2 separate regions of the Triticum aestivum genome follow, and region 1 is linked to region 2. A link is a contact called in public Hi-C data. All regions are on one chromosome and are shown on one strand. Each heading gives the region's core, a stretch centred on a gene start, on an enhancer-like site or on the middle of the called end of the contact. The rest is flanking DNA. Distances are from core to core; before and after follow the strand shown. Region 1 holds the start of LOC123044085 (NADH-ubiquinone oxidoreductase 20.9 kDa subunit). Region 2 holds the start of LOC123044083 (putative F-box/LRR-repeat protein 23).

The links. A called contact is a pair of places that touch in the nucleus more often than the background predicts.
Region 1: a Hi-C map of leaf shows a contact between it and region 2, with 4 times the contacts expected there. The contact joins the promoter of LOC123044085 here to the promoter of LOC123044083 in region 2. A contact is called at or near these places in 2 of 5 Hi-C or Micro-C datasets (both in leaf).

Annotation. Positions count from the first base shown.
Region 1 is chr2B:162,140,419-162,143,118 of IWGSC CS RefSeq v2.1, forward strand. LOC123044085 (NADH-ubiquinone oxidoreductase 20.9 kDa subunit) reads left to right here and starts at 1,255. Exons shown (of 2, transcript XM_044466724.1): 1 at 1,255-1,556; 2 at 1,653-2,073. The coding sequence starts at 1,403. The coding sequence ends at 1,807.
Region 2 is chr2B:161,760,990-161,763,689 of IWGSC CS RefSeq v2.1, forward strand. LOC123044083 (putative F-box/LRR-repeat protein 23) reads left to right here and starts at 1,284. Exons shown (of 4, transcript XM_044466722.1): 1 at 1,284-1,702; 2 at 2,119-2,281; 3 at 2,364-2,700. The coding sequence starts at 2,196.

The DNA of each region.
Region 1 (2,700 bases), core at 5-2,504, 380 kb after region 2:
ACTTATATTTAGGAACGGAGGGAGTATCAACTTACATTGCAAGTGGAGCGGACTTTGATTATTAGCTGATTATGCCCGTGCTATCTATTCTCTTCATGTGAAATTTAACATGTGTTATGTTTATATAACTCCACCAATATATTTCAAAAGCCCGTGGCAACGCACGGACACCCTACTAGTGTATTAATAAAATGTTCACCATATATTAACAAAAGCTCGACATACATTTTTAAAACTCATCGTATGTAAAAAAACTGTTCATGATATATTAAAAAAAGTGTTCACCATATACTGAAAAGATATTTATAATATATAAAAAATAAAAAAGTAAAAGTAAGAAAAAAACAGGAGAAAAAACTATAATAGAAAAATAAAAAATAAGTAAAACAAAGAGGAAAAACCAAAAGAAAACAAAACAATGTACAACCGAAAAGCAAAAAGGAACTGCTAAAAAAGGAAACATGCAGTGGCAAACAATAGAACGTTCCCGGCCCAAGTCGCTCACATGCGGGCGTTGGCCAGACTAGTTTACGCCGACTAGGATTTGCCGGCAAAGGCGGAGGAAGCGAGGAGTTTCCTATGAGACGTACCTTGTGTCCAACCGTCGACGCATCACACTGGATGTGCGCGCGAGTGAGTTGAGTTGGCCAGCCTATTTTCAGCGCTAAGTAGAGAGCGCTCTGGTTAAGTTTTGAGAAGCTTCTAGAAGGTTCAGAGACAAATTTTACCGGGTTTGGGAACATTCTTGAAGGTTTTCTGAACCAATATTTTCCTATTTGCTTTTTTCTTTTCTTTCCATTTTCTCTTTCTTTTTTATTTTCTTCTCCTTTTTGTTTCTTTTCAAAAAATTATAAACTTTTAACAAATATGATTTTCAAAATTTGTTCGGATTTATTAAAAATATGTTCATGTTTTTCATAGAAGTAAAAAATATGTTTGTTTTTCCAGAAATATTAGAAATTTCGAGATTTGTTCATAATTTCCAAAAAGTATTCATAATTTTCAATAAATGTTCAGAAAATTCATAAATTATTCAGATTCTTAATTTTTTATTCGCTTTTCTCAAAATAATGTTTGAACAACGTGGCGAGAGAGGCTTCGTAGACTCTATGAGTAGTTTTTTTAGGGGTTTCCGACGAGTAGTAGTAGGCCGGGCCGAAGTTCACTTACATTTATTTTTTGAGGGATGGTCGGACGTCATTTACAAGCCGGCCTGTCTTTCAGAACTTGGGCTGCACCAAGCCCAGCCCATAGTCACACACAGCACCCACACTACTCTCCGTCGCTCTCCCAGTGAGAAAGCCCGAGAACCACACCTGAATCTCGACCTCCTCCTCCCAGCGACCAAATCTGCCGCCGCGCCGCCCGCCGGAAGGAACGAATCGAGCCCCGCGGTTGCGCGATGAACACCGACATCACCGCGTCAGTGAAGCCGGAGTACCCGGTGGTGGATCGGAACCCCGCCTTCACCAAGGTCGTCGGCAACTTCTCCGCGCTCGACTACATGCGCCTCTCCACCATCTCCGCCGTCTCCGTCACCGTCGGCTACCTCTCCGGTACGTCCTCCTAGCCCCTAACCTTCTCCCCGTACGGCCGTCCTCTTTCCTTCGCCCCCGGAGGCTCAAATCCGCGTTCTTGGGGGGTGCTCGCAGGGATCAAGCCGGGGATCCGCGGGCCGTCGATGGTGACGGGGGGCCTCATCGGGGTCCTCGGAGGGTTCATGTACGCCTACCAGAACTCCGCCGGACGCCTCATGGGGTTCTTCCCCAACGAATCCGAGGTCGCGCGCTACAAGTACAAGCTGTAGTGGTAGACGGCATCATCATTTCTCCCCGTTTCTCAACCGCAAGTGTTACATCTTTGCTTTTACCTTTCTAATCTCACTTGGCGTGAGCTGCACTTGGTGTGGGCAATGTGTGGTCTTGGTGTAATAAATGGGGTGCCTTGCTGCACAGTAGTGAGGAATTCATGATAATGATTTTACTCGTTTTGTTATGACAGAGTCAAAATTTGATCGCCATTTCGGTGAACTTCTGGAATTGGAGAACTGTTGTGTTAAAATGGATTTTGGTATCTCTAGATTGAGTAGTGTGATTTTCTTTTGCCTCACGTTGGCTAACTGTGGCGTAAGGCTGTCCAAAGAGGTGTCTAGAGAACTTTCTTTATCGAGAGTTACCTGGTGTGAAGCTGTTACGGCCTAGATGTGGTGTGAATATTAGTGCACATGCGTCTCTAGAGAATCTGGGAATATGAAGCAAGGTTGCAGGTTTAGGCAGCAGTTGAGCACACATAAATTCATCAATTCTTACAAGCCCAGGAAATAAATAAGTTTTGCTGCCTGGTAACTTGATCCACATAATGAGTTGATGATAATTGTACTCCCTTCATTTCAAATTAGGTTTCGTTAGGACAAGCCATTGACCAACAAGTACTCTATATATATTCATTAGATTCGTATTTCAAATACTTATTTGTGGTTATGATTTTCTACCACAAAAGTTACATACTTAAGTGTAATACAAAGACTTGTCCTAGGGAAACCTAATATGCAAGATATTTTGGAACAGAGGTAATATTTGGCAAGTGTGCATCCATGCTTACTTACTTACTTACGAAGCCTTTTATCCCAAACAAGTTGGGGTAGGCTAGATATGAAACCCTTTCACGAGGACTTCCCAGGAGGTCACCCATCCTAGTACT
Region 2 (2,700 bases), core at 34-2,533:
CAATTAATTTTTTTCCGTACATATGATTAGCATTTTCTATCTTTTTTATTCACATTGTACATTTTTCGTATACATGAAACACATTTTTATATACATTGCTACCATTTTCCAAATGCAATATGAATATATTTTTAAATATATATATTTTATTGTAATATTTATATTTAGAATATTTTTGAGTAGAAACAAAGTGAAAGATAAATAAAAAGCAAAAACAAAAATGTGAATAGAAAATAGAAGAATAAAATCAAACAGAAAAGGTAACATGACGTACGAGTCGAGCCGTGGCTACTGGATCGGCTCAATACGTGGCCCCGTAGTCGAGCCGTGGTAGGGCTGGCTGCACGCGGCGCATAGCCGTCCCTTCTTGAACGCCCCTCGAGCCCCCGCTGCGACATACTAGTGGGGATGCACTCGTGCATATGCAACGTGATAAATCGATGGGGACATCCCCTATTTTGCATGTTGGGCGTTGAATAAAAGCGTAAGCGGTCACATGGACACACTTGGGCGGGGCACAAATTGCTGGTTTGCCCCCTTTTTCATTTCTCATGTAGTACTAAATAATTTTTAGTTTGGTTTTTAAAAGTGAAAAAAGTAATTCTTTACTAAAGTGATAAATGTTCACACTGTGTGCCTATATGTAAATGAATAGTAAGAAATCAAATTCCATTTTTCTAATAAATCATGAGTTTTAAGAATGTTCATGAAATTTTAAAATATTCACAAAATTTAATATTTTTTCGCTTACTTTAAGAAATGTTAAATAATTTAGAAATTGTTGATGAATTCAAAAAAAATCATGATGGTCCTTTTAAATTTGTAGTAAAGTACATAAATGTCTACAAATTTAAAATGTCACAAAGTCTAAAATTATTCATGGAATGAAAATAAGGCACATGTAAAAAGAAAAAGGAATAAAAAACCAAAAGGAAGAGAAAAAAAGTAAAAATCTAGTCAAAAAAGATTTAGCGCCCGGTGCAGGGTGCGCGTAGCTCATAGTATAGCGAAATTTTGTTTACTTCATGATCGTGTAATGATCCCTATGAACTTTGCAAATGAATAAACTTGGAGCTATGTTCCCGGCCGAAAAAAAAACCCCGATGAAAGAAGGCACATTGGGCAAATTGGGCCTTACGGGCCTGTGGTTGGTATTAGTGTGTTAATGGCCCAACAATTATTAGTTTCCGTTCCTTATCTCAAAAGGATTCCCTGAATTGTCTCAAAAAAAAAAGGATTCCCTGAAAAAAATCTCAAAAGAAGAAGGAAACGGCGACAGAGTACAAACGGGGGTATTTCAACTGTTCCCGAGTGGTTCGGCCTCCGCACCTCCGCATCCACCTCTCTCTCGCCAGACAGGGGCAGCGACGACGACGAGGAGCGGCGCTTTTGGCGGTGTCCAGGTGACGGCCCTACCGCCGTCTTCCTGCTCCGAGCGTGACTTCACATCCCCTGCCGAGGTCACGACCAGCCTCCGGGCGGCGCAAGACCAGGCGTGGGTGCGCCGCCGCCGGATCTGACCTCGCTAGGGCAGGGAAGGCATTCCAAGGTACAAGGTTCGCTCGCTGGTGGAGGTACGCCGGGTCGCCGTGGCCGTGAGCGCGTCCTCACGGGTCTGGCGCGGCGGGTGGCGGAGGGCGTTCGGGGAGCGGACCGCAGATGAGCTCACGGCGGCCTCCTTGCCGTCTTTTGCTGTGATTAGGTAACTTTTACCTTCTTAACCGCAAAAAGATTACGACTTTCCCCCTTTTTACCTGCGAAAAAGGATAAAAATCGATAATTTAGGGTGCCTTCCTGTGACTGCGAGCAGCGTTTTGATGGATTCTCCGTATTTTGTTACCAATTTCTCCAGTTCTGTGGCTCCAGTTTCTTGTAAAGATCTGAAATTTCAATGCGTCATGCAATCAGCCCACTCATTTTGGTGTGACTGTGAGCAGCGCTTTGATGAATTCTCTGTCTTTTGTTACCAATTTCTCCAGTTATGTAGCTGCAGTTTGTTGTAGAAATCTGAAATTTCAATGCGTCATGCATTCGGCTCACTCATTTTGGTGTAACTGATAAGAAATTCTAGCTGTGCAGCTCACACATGTTGCTTGCTATTTCTTTTTCCCGAAACAGGTTATTCCGGGGAGTTAGATTTCACTGCTGATTTTTTGTAACAAAAGAGCTCTTTCACGAGCTAGCGTTTCAGAAGGATGCTTCAAGCTTCCCATCAGTCCCCAGTAATGATGAGCGGCGCCTCGTTTGTTGTCTCGCGGGGTGTCTGTCGCCGCCGCCTAAGGTACCCTATGATTGCCAACTTCTGTTCTTTGATCAATCAGTCCGAGTAGTTTGTTATCAGTGATGCCACCCTTTCTTTGCAGTCATTCCCATGAAATGGAGGTGCAGCCAGAAGCCGTCAGGGACTGGTCCGAGCTGCCTCTTGATGTGCTTGCTTCGGTCTTTGCCAAACTCGGCGCAGTTGATATTCTCATGGGTGCAGGCCTAGTGTGCCACTCATGGCTCGAGGCGGCAAAAGTACCTAGTTTATGGCGATATGTCGACATGGAGCACCATGATGTCCTGCGAGGGAAGAAGAAAAAGAGACGCGATGTCTTGTGTGCAATGGCAAAAGCCGCCGTGGACCGCTCCAATGGGGAGCTCGAGGTGTTTGCAGGGAGCGAGTTTGTTACTGATCAGCTTCTCAAGTATATTGCAGAA